Linked DNA regions of Anas platyrhynchos: region 1 is linked to region 2. A link is a contact called in public Hi-C data. All regions are on one chromosome and are shown on one strand. Each heading gives the region's core, a stretch centred on a gene start, on an enhancer-like site or on the middle of the called end of the contact. The rest is flanking DNA. Distances are from core to core; before and after follow the strand shown.

The links. Hi-C and Micro-C count contacts between places; a contact is called where the count stands out from the background.
Region 1: a contact with region 2 is called in a Hi-C map of skeletal muscle, with 2.0 times the contacts expected there. The contact joins the promoter of ISCA2 here to the promoter of RPS6KL1 in region 2. A contact is called at or near these places in 2 of 8 Hi-C or Micro-C datasets (skeletal muscle and subcutaneous adipose tissue).

Annotation. Positions count from the first base shown.
Region 1 is chr5:24,399,960-24,407,592 of IASCAAS_PekinDuck_T2T, forward strand. ISCA2 (iron-sulfur cluster assembly 2) reads left to right here and starts at 5,144. Exons shown (of 4, transcript XM_038179579.2): 1 at 5,144-5,305; 2 at 5,408-5,522; 3 at 5,639-5,754; 4 at 5,921-7,152. The coding sequence starts at 5,247. The coding sequence ends at 6,095. NPC2 (NPC intracellular cholesterol transporter 2) reads right to left here and starts at 1,764. Exons shown (of 4, transcript XM_027457745.3): 1 at 1,594-1,764; 2 at 1,383-1,490; 3 at 1,014-1,186; 4 at 1-396. The coding sequence starts at 1,672. The coding sequence ends at 310.
Region 2 is chr5:24,210,855-24,218,486 of IASCAAS_PekinDuck_T2T, forward strand. RPS6KL1 (ribosomal protein S6 kinase like 1) reads left to right here and starts at 5,336. Exons shown (of 9, transcript XM_038179879.2): 1 at 5,336-5,685; 2 at 5,774-5,898; 3 at 6,843-6,890. The coding sequence starts at 5,436. PGF (placental growth factor) reads left to right here. Exons shown (of 7, transcript XM_038179883.2): 3 at 1-81; 4 at 1,246-1,322; 5 at 2,262-2,291; 6 at 2,353-2,400; 7 at 3,073-3,789. The coding sequence ends at 3,094.

The DNA of each region.
Region 1 (7,633 bases), core at 3,894-6,393, 190 kb after region 2:
ACAGCTCCACTGCAAACAACTGAAGTGCCTCCACAGAGAACCCGGAGGACAATGCCCTAACGCTCAGTCTCTCCTGGTGACAGCAGCAGACACTGCTCCCCCTTGAGCTGCTGTGAGAACACACCAGAGGGCTCTTAGAGGAGTGAGGGCTCTCTGCCCACAGCTGAGCTTGCAGGAACACAGTACTAGCTGCTCAGAGGCTGCAGAGCCCTGAAGGAAGCAGTAAGAAATACTTATATAAAAGAATTTGGCCTGTGTTGTCTTCTTTCTGTTTCTCCCCTCCCCAAGCCCTACTAAGAGCAGGGCTCCTCAGCTGGTGATCTGCACTGGTATCTTCCAGCAGAACAACATCTGGTCCTGGTCATCCACCAGCTCCCACTTCACAATCAGTTTAATCTGAAAGAGAGAAGAGGGAAGTGAGAGCATTTAGGAGACAGCAAAACAAGGACAGAGGGCAGTTTCAATCATCTGTTGAGCAAGGAAGTCCCAATAGCTCTGTGGAAAGAGGACAGAGCTGGGGCACTGCCCTGGCCACGTTAAGTAGGCCACACACGGTGACTCCTGCAGTATGTTACACGGAAGGAGGGTTCTGTTGTGTGACACAAGAGCCTTCCACACGCTGCACTGAGAACCTCACTCTCCGAATAAGCAGAGTGGAAACAACCTGCGGCATCCCAACCGAACTGCATCCTGCAGCTGAACACCCCAAATCTGAGAGCAGCAGGCTCTGCGGGGAGGCTACGTATGAAACCAGCACTCAAGAGACAGATATTGAGGCAGCTGAAACCACTTCTGAGCAGCTGGAGCTAGGCCGCTTCCTCCACTGGATCTATCCCAAAACAGGAACTAGAAACAGAAGCTTGCTCATAGCAGAAGTGACACTAGGTGGCCCGAACTCTTCTAACCTGCTCCCTACTACCGGAGGACAAGAAATCACTCCTTAGAGGTGGGTTGTGGGACTGCCCCAGGACAAAGGTAGCTCTGAGGAGCAGACTGGGTTCCTGCTCACTTACACTAGGGTACTCGCTCTTCACGGGGAGCTTATTCAGGTAGCTGTAGGAGTGCCCCTTCTGAATGGGGCACTGGATCCCAGACTTGCACCCGTCGGGCTCAGGGATGGGAAAGGGTATGTCCACGTGCAGCATCTCGCCGTACACCTTTGCTTTGCTGCCCTGGCTCTCGATCTCTGCGGGACACGGAAAAGTGTGAGTGCGGCACCAGAGCAGGGAAACACGTTTCTGTGTTACGGCCTTGTGTGGAGGCCACAGAGAACACGCTGAGCAGTGCTCTTGCTCCTCAGCAGCTTCTCCCCCCCCAGAGCCCCTCTCCAGCCACCCCGGTGACCCCGCAGGGCAGCAGAGAGGCCCCCACCCGGTACTTACTGCTGGAGAAGGTGACGTTGATGCTGTAGGACGTGCCCTTGACGAGCTGGCAGGGCTGCGTGGGGCAGGGGCTCACATTCACCTCCTGGATGCTGCCGTCTTTGGAACCTGCGAGGAGCAGAGGCAGGGTCACGGGCTGGGGCTGCACCCGCTCCCTAGGGGCTGGGGGCCGGGCCCCTCCACCCCCGGGGCTCCCGGGGCCGGGGCTCACCGCAATCCACGAAGCGCAGGGGCTCGGCCAGGGCGGTGGCGAGGAGAGGCAGCAGCAGGGCGAGAGGCGGCGGCACCATGGCGGCAGGACCGGGACCCACAGCGGGACCGGGACCGGGACGGGGCCGGGCAGCGGCGGCCGCGTCACATGAGCGCGGCGGGGCCGGCCCGGCCCGCCCCTGGGCCCGCCCCGGAGCACGGGGGCGGGTTGATAAAAAAAAAGAAGTCTGGGTTTATAGCAGGACGGACAAGGCCTTGTATACGAAAGAAGTAGCGCCTGCCCTGTGCTTTTAGCACGCACCGTGTGTAAACACCACGCTGGTTTTAGCACCAAAGCTCAGATGCTGCAGGGCGAAGCGTTCAGCGCAAGCCTCACACAACTCGCCCGTGTCCCTTTCTGATCCATGACGGCGCCCACCACTTCAAAATACTTCAGCAAGGCTCGCCTCAGCTGTAGGCCGGCCTCGTTCTGCGGCACAGCTTCCCCCCAGGTTACCGCCGTCACGCGGAGCTTGTGGTGAGGCACAGAAACTCTGGGAGAAAAAGAAAGTTAACAGGAAAGTCTTCACAGCAAGGCTGACACTCGAGGTCTTCACTCATGAAGTCCAAGCAACTCCATTACACGGGGAAAAAGTCTAAGGTTCCACTTTATGAGCCAGCTACACCCAACGAACGTAAATCCCTGTAACAGCGCTGCACTTGTAGCCCAGTAAACAGATACACCTGCAGGCACTGTAGCAGCAGCAAACACAGAAGTTGTATTTTCGAGAAAATACACATACAGGGACTAATCATTTTCTACCGCTCCTATAGCCAGAACACGCTCCTTTTGCTGTAGATCATCAAAATTCACACTAAAATGTGTCACAAGCCACTCTTGCATTCAACAGCCATGTCAGAGGTTTTAGCATCATCTGTTTCTGAATCACTGAAACAAGCTCAGTTTTCCACTGAAACAAGTACAAGATGCCTTGAACATACACGTTGCAGAGGAGACGAGAGTAGAATAGCTGTAGAATTCAGCTCACTGGCAGACCTCTTCAATACAGGGTGCTTAAAGAGAGCTAAAGGAGTTCCCCAAACCTAGGGGACGCAGACCTGAATAAGGAGAGGAAAACAAAGTATGATCAAACCTAAGAACAGATTACATCAAGCTATCAGCAACCACAAAACCAACAAAGTCACAGCCTAGGAAGGAATAAAATGTAGGCTGTAACTCTGGATGAGACAAAAACACCCCCTTGCCGCATAGCTGGCAGAAAGAAAAAGTAATTACTGATAATAAAAAGGTGCAAAGAAATAGCTCTTCTCCTTAGTTACACAGACCTCTACCAGCCACTCAGAACGTTTGATCCCAGCACCTGAATCACTCATCAAAGTCATGGATTATTAATTAGACTAAATTAACTCTGACTGAGGCTAGCTCATCTCTCCCTCATTTTCTCAGGCTACAATAATGGTCTGACCAACATCCAGAAATGCCTTGAAGATACATGTCAGATTTCTGACACTCAACGCTGGCAAAACTGAAGGCAGCTAGAAAGAAGCTATATCAAATCCCCCAAAGGTGTTTGCAGGCACAGCATGGGGCCATGAAACACCCGTGATAGTCCAGTACACCCTGCAGAAGAAAAGCCAGTACAGTGTGGGAAGCAGGCACCATCCTCCCCCTTTTCTCCCAAGAGTTCTTGATTCACTCCTCCACAGGTCATCTGCTTTTGGGACAGCACATTGATAATAACTCAGGAAACACCCCCAATGTTTTTAAAAGCATCAAGTGTTCCACTGTGCCTGATCTGAGGATTCATCAACTCTTTGCAGATAACTGGATTGATACCAGCTCCTCTGGGCCCCTGCCTGTGATGCTTTCATGGTTTTATGAGAGCATCATTAACCTCAGACTGAGAAAAAGTAAACAGTCCAAACCAGTCTTTATTTACATGTTCAGGGTGGTATAAATAAGCAAAAGCACGTGGTTACTTGAAAGCACGGGCCCCTCTCAGCCTGGCAGACACATTCACCACTAAACTGTGGGAGTGAGGCTTTTAGGATTTATATACATGAGACTTAACTACATGTTTACTACTGCAGTCACTTTACCACGCACTTGATTTCTATGCATGTGCCAAAGAAAATAATTCTACTTCCAGGAGACTGCAAGTCTCTGCGTGGAACTGCCAACTCCACGCTTAATGGACAATAACTTTGTCAAGCAGATCTCATTTTGGATTTAAGCACTTCCTTTGCCACTGTTGGGCTGCGGGGAGGTCAGGCTGTTCTAGACGTTGCCTTTTTCCGAGCGAGATGTGTGAGAGAGCTAACAGTCACCAAGTCCCGAGGTGCACTGACTTGAAGGGATCCTGCTGGGATGACTGGTTTTCCTCTCATGCCACTGCATGACTCCCCACAAACACCACCAGGGTGGGGGAACGAGATTGCGGGCTGGAATTCCTCCAGCAGAAGCATGTGAGGAAGAACGAGATAAGACTCCTTTAACCACGAGCACATCTCTGAGGAACAGGCCAGACTACTGTCACATGTCAGATGGTTGGGCTTGAGAGAAAAATTAAGTAGGGCTGCTCAGCTTAGGGCTGCCAGGCAAGTTCAGGACTTAGTCAGGTGAGACAAGATGATTTGCAATGTTCTTGGTAGAAGTATTTTAAGAGGAAAAGTATCTTTAACAAAATTCATGTAGCCTCTTATTAAGCCTGAGTTCCTTGCTCTGACTGCGAAGAGTTAATTGAAGAGCCATTAAACACCTACACAAGTTAAAATAAGAGGCAGCAGATATGAGCAGAGGGGGCCTGGGAGATGAGAAGTGCTGGTACTAATGCAGGCTCCGTGCTCCAAGGAGGAGGTGAAACCATGGAGATTGCATCTGGGAACAGTGCCTTCGACACCAAAGCCGAGATGAACGCTCGGATGTGCACAATCCTGCTGGATCCTGCTCTCACAGGAGAGCCGTGAGGAGCAGGAGGGGACGAGGTGGAACTGCAGAGGCACGCAGAAAGCTGAGCATGCAGATCTCTGTGTTTGCCCTGCCAGTCATAAATGCTGATCCAAAGGAAAACAGACCTCTACAGGGACTGCTGAGCTTACTTAGATATTCTCACCTGATAAAGGAAAGCAAAACAGAAAAGGCAATATCAGGAAAAATCCTAAAAAATCCTTGAGCCCAGGCCCTGAGTTTATTCTTGTGTTTGCGTAATTTCCCCTACAATGGCATCTCGATCCCTATCAGGGTCTCCGGGTACTACTCAGCGTAAATAACCCTCACAGCTAATCCCACCGCAAACACGCTGTGTGGAGAAGCGCTGCGTTATTTGCCAACTTATTTTTCTTTGGCGAGCTCTGCCGCTTTCGAAAGCAAAACGCCTTCACTTCAAGGACGGGCACAAGAGGCTCAGCCTCTTCCCAACCCCGAGACCGTGCTGACACAGCCACATCAAAACGTCCCCTACAGGGGAGTTCCCCGTCGCCTGCGGCAGGACAGCCGTGGCGAAGGGCAACCGGGGGCTGACAGGGAGGGGCAGTGCGCCCCTCACGGCCGCCATTTCCCCCGCCCCCCCCTTTCCGCCCCGCTGGGCGCCATGGCGGCCCGGCGGCGGAAATGGCGGGCGGGGCGCGGGGCGGGCGGGAGGAGGAGGAGGCAAGATGGCGGCGCCGGGGGCGCTGAGGCGCTGCTGGAGGCTGGCGCTGGGCTGCCGGGCCAGGTACCGGCCCCGCGGTGGTGGTGGTGGGGTGTAGGGCTCGGAGCGGCGCCGCCCGGTGCTGGAAGCCGGTGCTGAGGCTCTCCCCTTTTCTCCCCGAGGCAGCTGGCGTCCCGCACCGCCGCTCCGAGGACGGGCGCTGCGCTGGGCATCGTCCTCCTCGCAGCCGGGCCCGACGGAGGGCGAGGGGCAGGTGTACCTCAGCCAGAGCTGCGTGAAGGTAGGGCCTCGGCAGGGCTTGCCAAAGCGCCCCGCCTGCTCTAGGCACGGTTGGAGTGCTCGTCTGTGTGTTTGGATCCTCCGTCGTGGTTGTGTGCCTGTGTTTGCCTGTTGCAGAGGCTGCTGGAGATCGCGGAGGGCTCCGAGTTCCTCAGGCTGCAGGTGGAAGGAGGCGGCTGCTCCGGCTTCCAGTACAAGTTCTCCCTGGACACAGTTGTCAATCCCGATGACAGGCAAGGACAAACGGGGGCGGTGGGGGTCAGGGGTGACAAGAAAGGTGTGTGCGATGTGGTACCCTGACCTGAAGGAAAACCGCCTGTGAATTCAGGAAGGTGCTCAGACTGCTTCTCTGTCAGGTCTGCAGCACAATTAATGCTTAATTACATTGCTTTTCTGTAGGGTGTTTGAACAAGGTGGCGCCCGTGTGGTGGTGGACGTGGACAGCCTGGCCTTCGTGAAAGGCTCCATGGTGGACTTCAGCCAGGAGCTGATTCGCAGCTCCTTCCAGGTGGTGAGCAACCCCCAGGCAGAGAAGGGGTGCTCCTGTGGGACCTCCTTCTCTGTCAAATTCTGACGGGACTTCTTGTGGATGAACACGGTCTGCAGGTGTTTTCTGGCAGTCTCCAGAGGGTTTTTGCTCACTCTTTTCCCAGCTGTTCCTTCTCATCTTCCTTACTCTGTAATACAGCAGTTACAGATGGCTCCAGCTGTGTGTGTGTGTGTTTGAACTGAGCCTGTCTCCAAGACTTGTTGGCCTCCCCTTTAGAAACATGAAGTAGCCGTGAGCACGCACAAAGGAACATCTTCAGGAGCATCTTCAGCACTTTGTGAACCACCTGCCAGGTGGTGCTGACTCGCCTGCCTTGTCCTGAATGTGGAACCACTCGCCTCTGCCAAGAGAAGGCTGTATGCATGTGTGTTTATTGAAAGTTCTTACAAAAAAAAAAAAAATGAGTTTTTTTGGTATTACTTGTGTATTTCTAGTGGGTAGAATCTGGATTCGTTCCAGCATCTGCTGCTTATTCATTGTTTTTCAGCTGAATTGGGCTGTCACCTACCACTGTTGCTGGCTGTCCGCCCTCCAACATTCAGTGGGCTTTTGCAGACCCTTTGCTTTTCTTTTGCCCAGCAGACCTGTCTCAGTCCCAGGAATCTACAGTGGTGCTGTCAGTCCCTAGGACTGAAGTTTTGCCTTGTTCAGAGTAAGTGACACTAAAAGATTGAGGTGGCAAGAATTAATAGCTTATTTCTTTTATTAAAAAAGTAAAGAAAAAGGGTGGTGCGTGTGTGTGTATATAAATGAAATACGTAGCCCGCCATCCCCCATTACTATTTTAAAGGCTGTTCCTAAACCTGACTTGGAATTGTAGGTCATAACAAGGTCTCAGGTGTCATAGTATGTTCATTGCCTTCTCTTCTCAGCAGGAAGGGCAGTCTAGGTGACGCAGGTAGAGGAGGTTCTAAAGTATTGTTTAAGGGTCCTCAAGTCAGTTTGACTAAGTTGTCTGAGAAAAACTTGCTTCACCATTTAATCTGCCTGTCTGCCTGGTCTTACGAAAGAACGAAATATCTCCTTTCCTTTATGAAACTCCAATAAAAATGGGAAATCTAGAGGTTTCCAGAATAACGTCCTTTTGATTACTTGTTTTCTGTAGCTTTTTATCTGCCACTAGATGTCTTTTAAATCACAGTGATTCATCTGCTTCTGTGTGAAAGGAGAGATAGGGAAACTATTTTTGTTCCCTCTCTTGTGTTTTATCTGATCAGAACCAAATTGTTGAAGGCTTGATTCTTTCACGTGAGTCAGGGAGCGCTGCGTGACTTTGGTTTCAAGGAAGCTGTTTGTGGCAAACCATGAACTTTTTGAGGCTCTGTGCCGCAGGTATTTTTGTGGTTGTTGTTGAACTTAACAGATTCCTTCCGAAGCTAGTCAGCAGTGCGTACATATGCTACACGTCTGCCTACTGATTTCTAGTGCTCAGTTTATAGCCAGACAGTGTTAGCTTCATCTGTAAATGTTACTGGAGTTCATTTGTGATCTGCTGCAGCTTTGTCATTTGAATGCGGTTGGGCTTTGGAGCAGCAGTTCCTTTGGTTTAGCCTTTTTGACTT
Region 2 (7,632 bases), core at 4,086-6,585:
GCCCTGCAGCGCTGCGGGGGCTGCTGCGGGGATGAGGGGCTCCGCTGTGTCCCCGTGGAGACCAGCACGGTCACCATGCAGGTAGGAGCTGCCTCTGGGGCAGGGTGAGACCTCTGGTGGTACCGACCTCCATCCCTGCTTCCCTGCCCTCTCCTCGGTGCTCAGTCCGACCTTCTGGCTGCTGTCACCTTTCCAGACTGTCCCTGTGGGGCTGGGGTGGCCCTGTTGCTTGTGATTCTGCCCGCTTTGGGGACAAAGACGCAAAAATCACAGTGGAAAGGGAAAACTGGCAGTGTGATTGCCCTCGTGTGCCAGGAGATGGCTGTGGTGGTGCTGGCAGCAAGCGTGCGATGGGGAGAGGGTGAGCACGAGGGGCTGCGTGTGCTGTGCTTCCAGCCCCATTATGGGAGCTGTACGAAGTGGGGAAGGGAAATTTAGGCTATGAGCAAACTGTGTTGGCTCTTTCCAGTGTGCTGCACAGCCCCTGCCCTCGCCCTGCTGGCATCAACCTGCTGCTGCCGTGCAGGGGTGAGGGACTGGAGAGAGCCTGCAAGAAATCAGCAGCAAGTTTGATCCTGCAGGGACTGAAAGCGTGTTGGAAAGGGAGGGTAGGAGTTCCCAAAGAAAAAAATCCTGACTTAAGTGGAGTGAAAGTCTCTGAAGTGATGAAGAAGGCAATGTTCTGAGCTCCTGCTGGGCTCCCCTCCACATGTGGTGTGGTGATGCCAGGCACTTCTGCGGGGTCAGCGTGGATCACAGCATGGATGAACACTCACAGTGAAGCCCCTGGATGTCCAGCCTGGCCTCCAGGCTGGGCTCTGGGCTGACACGTGGCAGGGCAAATCCTGCGCCCCTGGGCTGGGGAGGCACCGCGGCACCGGCTCCAGGCTGGGTGCGGTGGGAGAGGCGGCAGGAGGAGGCAGCAGCAGTGGGAATGGTCTGGAAACCAGGGCTGGGGGGAGTTTCCTTCAGGGAAGGAGGATGTACAATGCGGACAAACATGTGAAAGGGCTCCACAGAAGCAGAGACCAAAAAATCTGCTCTGAGGCTGGGAAATCCCAGGGCTAGGGGATTTAGATTACAGACCCCGGATGCCGGGCGGTGGGAGCAGAGCCTCCCGAGCTGCAGTGCCTGTGGAGGTGGGGTCTGCGGTGCCGAGGACTGGGTCTGACACGTGTCTGGCGGAGGGGCTGGGGTGGACGCCATCCTGCGCTGGCCAGGAGGTAACCTTTGTTCCTCTTTCAGCTCCTGAAGATAAAGCCCAACGGGGAGGCACCCTACGTGGAGATGTCGTTCACTGAGCACAAGAAGTGTGAGTGCAGGTAGGGCTCGTTCTGTGCCGCTGCGAGCCTGCCAGCTCGCCTGCTGCCCCTCTGTGGGGACGGGGATGTGCTGGGGGCACCTTGGCTTTGTTGGGAGCCCTCCCTCAGCTCTGTTGTGCCAGGTGCTTGCGGGGCAGGCTGCCCCACCTGGGCACGGGGATTTGGGGGTGTGCGTTTTTGGAGGATTGTGAAAGCTGGGGAATGGGAGTCCTGCTGGGCAGCTGTCAGACGTGAGGCTTGCCTGGAAGAGCGTGAGGATCCCCGTGCTGGTATTCCCCTGCTGTGCAGGCGGCCGTGCTGGAGCAGACCCAGGGGCCGTCCGGCTCCGCGCTGCCTCTGGAGCCGTCCTTCAGCGGGCGCGTAAGGAGGAGTGGGAAGGAGCACGTGTGCTGCTTCCCCCTGCTTCCAGCTGTTTTCCGTGCAGGGAATTTCCTGAGCCTGTTGTGGGTTTCCTACACGGGGTAGCTCCCGGGGGAACTTCCTCAAATGCTTGTGCAGCCCGTCCTTTGGATTCGTGCAGGCTTCTTGCATCTGCAGCACCTTTTGTCTTCTCGTTAAGCAGCCTTCAGCACTTCTGTGGCTCCCCCTTATTGAGCTTAGCGGAAGCGGGGTGGATGTCCTGGCCTTGGCTCCTGTGGGGGATGCCTGAGCCAAGTATGTTGTGGCTGGTGTCAGACAGCCACTGCTGAGACTGAAGCAAATCCCATGTGTTACTTGGGGCCCTGCGTCGGCTTTGACCAGCTGAGCGATGAAAGCTGTCGCTGAGAGCAGCCTAAAAACCGAGCCCGTGCTTCCTGCCCTCATGGGCAAAATGGCACAGCCCCGAGGGGAGCCACCAAAGTCTGGGTGGGAGAAGTCACTGGGTCTGCTTTAAGCACGAGTTAAACCCGGTGTGCTGCAGGTGGCACTGACCACGTAACACCTCTGCTCTCCCCGCAGGCCACGGCAGGACCCGGTGAGGCCGGGGAGGTAAGTGGCACTGGGGGTGACGCTGCCGCCCGGGGCTGTGGCCTCACTGCCCACGCGTCAGTCTCTCTTGTGCTGCTTTCCTTTTGAAGGAGGAGACCCAAGGGCCGAGGTAAGAGAAGAGGAGAGAAGAAGAGACGTAAAGACTGTGAGCTGTAAGTGAGCAGGGGCAGGCGTGGGTGCTGCCTTCTGAGTTCTGTTTGCAGGGAACAGCAGGATTTTAGGCCTTTACCTGGCGCTGTGAGTAGCGATGGGTTGAGGGGAGAGCAGGACGGAGGGGACAGCAGGTGGCTGGGGGAATCCTCCACTCACTGGGGGCTTGGTAGATGCTTGGTGGCCTTGAGGCTGAGATGCTGAGCAGGACGGAGGGCATGGCTTGATGGTGCGTGGCTCTATTGCCGTCACAGACTGTGCTGTCAAAAAACAACCCGTGAATTTCCTGTTCCAGCCTCCTTTTGCTGCCAGCCGTGTCCTTACTGCAGTCCTTGGCTGGCTGCTGTTTGGGTTACTCCCAGCCTTCCCCACCTTGTGTTCTGCTGACTCTCACAAACAGCCTGCTGAGGCCGTGCAGGCCAGGCACGTGCAGGGGACGCAGCCTGGGGCTGGCCCTTCCCTGTGTTGTCCAAATCTTGCTGCCCAGTGCATCTACAACCCCACAGCCCCCTCCTCCCCACGAAGCCCTGCTTCTTGCGATCCCATCCTGCGGTTTGGTGGGGAGGGAGGGACCTGGGGGGCAGCGGGGGGTGACCCTGGTGGTGCTGACCCAGGTGTGCTCCCCTTGCAGATGCGGCATGCCGCGCAGGTAGCCTCCGCTCTGCCCCCGGCCTCGCTCCTGCCTCCGGGGCCTGATCCAGTCCCATTCCTGCCCAGCGCGGGGGACGTGCGGAGCTGAGTGATGGTGGCTGGGGAGCAGATCCGCAGCGGGAAGGAGCCGACGGGACTCTTGCTTGGCCCTGGAGCCGAGGACTCCCTCGCCCTGTCTGCACCGGTTGCAGCAGGACTAAAGGACCCTTGAAGGAGGATGAGGAGCTGGAGCTGCACCGTGGTGCTGGAGGGCCGCGAGGAACGGAGCTGGTGGATGTGCTGCTGGGGGTGGCATGGGGTGGGGGCTGCAGCCACGGAACTGCTCTGTCCTGCCGGGCAGGGGAAGGAGGGACAGCCGGGACAGGCAGGGCTGCATCGCTCCCAGCTTGGCACGGAGCAGCCCAGGAGGTGCCAGGGGGGGTGGGGAGCTGGCCTGGGGAGGCCTCCCGGGGGGCACGGGGAGGGAGCTGGGGTGCTGTGGGCCTTCCTGTGCTGGTATCCTCTTCGTGGCCTCCCCCTTCTTAATAAAAGCTGGGGGCAGACCCAGGAGCTGGCAGGGTGAGTGCTCCTCTCCTTTCCAGCAGCTGCAGGCTGCTTTGCTGCTGGTGACATGGGGTCCTGGGACCCGCTCTGGGGAGGGAGCTGCCCCTCTTTGTGGTGCTGTGTGCGGCTGGAACCTCTCCCTGCTCCCCATCCCCTTCCTGCTCCAGCCCCAGCCTCTCTGCCCTGCTGAGGGCTGGTCCCAGCTCTGTCCTGTGGCCACCCCTTCCCCTGGTGGGGCTGCTGCAAGGCGGGCAGGCTGCACGTTTTCCCCACTCCTGCTGTGGGAGGGCTGGATCTGGCTGCCGAATGCACCCCCGTGCTTCTCCATCCCCTCCTGCAGTGCACGGACCCGAAGGCCAAATTGGGGCACCAGCACCCCCCTGGAACACCCATGGGGCACCACTGGTGCCCTCAGTGCCACCAGCCAGTGCCACCTCCTCGGGTGTGGGGCTGGCTTCTGAGCTCAGCCCACCTTCCTGCAGGTCCTAGCTGAGGTTTATTTCTCCAGGCTTGAAGCAGAAGCCTGGGTGAGAAGATGTGCAAAGGCTTAGCTCTTGCCATCAGCTGAGAAGAAATGCGGTTTGTTCCACCTGGGTTAACCTGCTATAGCATGTGGGTGGGGGTTCAAGGCAGCTCCCCCTGGGTCTGGCACAGTCTGACACTTTGCAGGGAGCTGGGGCCCTGCTCTGGGCAGGTTTGGCTCCTTTCAGCCTGTCTGGCTGTGCCTGTAGGATATAACAAGAGCTGTGAGCAGCACATGGGGGGTGGCTGTGACGGTTTCTGCACTTGTAACAGTAAAAGTTTCACCAGGGTAGCATTACACCTATAAAAAGAAAACTACGTAAAAATGAGGGTGTTAATCAATTAACCTGTTAAGCGTGGTTATGAGGGTTAAAAGCAGAATGGCTCTATTACCTGTGACTTGGAGTGCCTTGCATCCTCACGCAATGCAGCTGTGTTTCCCAAAACCTTGGTGCAGCTCTGCTGCCACAACCTGCTGTGCCGCATGGGCAGGCAAGGAGATGGAGGGCAAAATCACCCAGCACTGGGTCCTTTTCTCCCCGAGACCTTGCTGCTGGCCTCGTGGTCTGGATCCCAGCCGGAGGTCAGGCTGGCAAGGCCTGGGGCTGGTGATGCCCCGGGGAGCAGCAGGACCCCGGCCGCCCCGCTGGGTTATCGGTGTCCTGAGGCTCACTGCCTCTCCCGGCGCTGCGGGGCAAAGGTTTGTTTAAGGAGGCTTTAGGAGAAGGGCTGGGGCAGGAGGGCTTAGAAAGGGTAGGAGGGAAGGCAAAACATCAGCTGGGCTCCGGGCTGCAGTTACGGTGTGCTTTGGGGGTGCACCTGGTACGGTGCTGGGGAGCCCAGGGGGCTGGCGTTAAAGGTTTTGCTGATAGCTTCAGGAGCATGCAAGGGAGCCGTGCAACCTTCCTGCTTGCTGTTAGCAGCTTCTGGGGGATCTGAGCCATTTTCAGCCCCCGGGGACCACTGGGACCCGCTGCAGACCAGGCTCACCCCTGGCAGGAGCACACCGGGGGCTCTGCAGCCGCAGGGATGCTCCGGGTCGTACCCGGGGGGGCGCCGCCGATTCCCCCCGGCCAGGTGCGAAGCCGGGGGCGAGCGCGTCCCCGCGGCCCCTCCCTGCGCGTGCCCGCGGCCGGGCGCGTCCCCGCGGCCGGGGATGAGCTCACCCGCGGCCAATCGGCGCCGCGCCGGGGCGGGCTCCCGGGCGCGCTCCCCGCCGGGCACCGGGGCTCGGTACCGCTACCGGGGAGAGGGGGTCCGGGGGGCGGGGGGGGGGCGATGGGCGATCGGCAGCCCCGCGCCCCCCGAGGCCATGCGGACCCCGTGGCGGGGGGCGGGCGGGGGCGCTGCCCACGGGGGGAAAGCCCCCGGGGGGACTGCCCGCGGGGGCACTGCCCGCGGGGGGATTACCTGCTGGAGGCGGCGCGGCAGCTGCGGCTGGCGCTGGAGCGCGACGTGAGTGAGGATTACGAGGAGGCCTTCGCCCACTACCAGAACGGCGTGGACGTGCTGCTGCGCGGCGTGCAGGGTGCGGGGGAAACGGGCAAGGGGGTGTCCGGGGGGTGTCGGGGCGCAGGGGGGTCGGCGGAGGTGCCCTGACGCCCAGCCGCCCGCAGCCGACCCCAACAAGGAGCGGGGCGAGGCGGTGAAGAGGAAGATCGCGCAGTACCTGCGGCGCGCCGAGGAGATCTTCACCTGCCACCTCCAACGTGGGCTGGGCGACGGCAGCCCCGCGGGCACGGTGAGCGGCCGCGGTGGTGCGATGGGGTCGGGGGCTGATAAGGGGCTCGGGGAGCCCGGGGAGGTGGTGGAGGCACCGTGACGGGGATGTCCGCGGGATGGTTGGACGTGGTGCTTGGGGACGTGGTTAGTGGGTGCTATTGGTGGTAGGGGTGGTTGGAGCAGGAGATCCCGGAGGTCTTTTCACAGAATCACCTAGGTTGGGAGAGACCTCCGAGATGACATGGTGCACCCTCTGACCTAACAAACCAACCTTTCCAACCCTCGTGGGTCTGTGATCCCCTGGCCCTCTGCTCGCGCTGCCTCGCAGGGTTACAGCAGCCTTCGCTTACGGCCCATCAGGACGCTGAGTGCGGCGGTGGAAAACCTCAGGCGGTGTAAGGTGGTGGGAGTGATCGATAAGGTGAGGGCTCGACATGGAGCTGGAGGGCTGAGGCTGGGGACCGACCAAGGGAAGCATGACAAGGAGGGGCCTGGCCGTTGGGATGGGGGTGATGGCTCACCAAGGAGCATGGGGGTCTCCATCCACACTGTTCCCACCAAGGAAAATTCACAGCGGGGAAGCCAGAAACTTTGTTAGCTGGCAAGTCTGTTAATTTCCCCTTTGCTCTTGCTTATCAAAGCTTCCAAGATACTTATGAGGAAGCTGCTGCATCCAGGTCTTTCCCGTGTATGGGATCACGCTCGATGGCCGGGTACAGTGGTGGTGGATTCCTGCAGCTAACCCAGACTTCAGCAGCAGACCAGCTCCCTGAATGAAAAAGCTAGTTAGTCATTTGGGATCTCAGAGCGAGGATGCCAGGCTTTCTGTCTCCATACGTGCACTGGCACGTTGCTCCCCTCTGCTGTTCTCCTGGCGTGGTGGTTTGTCAGGGCTGGGGTTATTCCTGCAGGCTGCGTGCCAGGGGCACGGTGTCTGAACAGCTCTGTGTACGCTGCCTGCAGGTGCAGATAGTCCAGGATCCAGCCACCGGAGGGACCTTTATCCTGAAGGTGGGTGTTTATGGTTTCACAGCTCATCAGCTTCCTCGTCATTAGGAGGAAATTCTTCATTGTGAGGGTGGTGAGGCCCTGGCACAGGCTGCCCAGAGGAGCTGTGGGTGCCCCATCCCTGGAGGAGTTCAAGGCCAGGCTGGATGGGGCCTTGGCCAACCTGATCCAGTGGGTGGCATCCCTGCCCACGGCAGGGGGTTGGAGTTAGATGATCTTTAAGGTGCCTTCCAACCCCAGCCATTCTGTGATTCTGTGATCTGCCTCCATCCCCTGGGCATGACCGTGGGGCAGGAGGTGTCTTGCAGCCAATAGGGCCAAGTGGTGAATGTTCCTTAGCTCCTTTTCTATGCAGCTCAGCAAAAAGAAGATTTATGAGTAACAAACTTCCTCTAGGACCTCTATGATCTGCTATTTTTGTCCACTCACCTCCCTCAGCCACCAGAAGGGGAGAGGTTCTCCTTGTTCATTCGTGTGTTTCTCCGCTGGGCCCCGGCCTTGTAATGGGGTGACCCAGGCCCAACACCCGTGTCCATCTGAGTCCAAAACGGGTGGCGGTGTGCTTGGTACAGGTGGCAGGGTGTTTTCCAGTGCCCTTACAAGTAGCTGTGTGTAAGAATAAGACTTGTTTAGCCGCTGGCGAGGAGGCCGTGGCGTGACGGAGAAGCGCCATTTCCTGGGGGAATGTAGAGGTGGTGTGGTGGAGTCCCACTGGAAGCAAGGCCCAGGAGGCAGTGTCCCCATG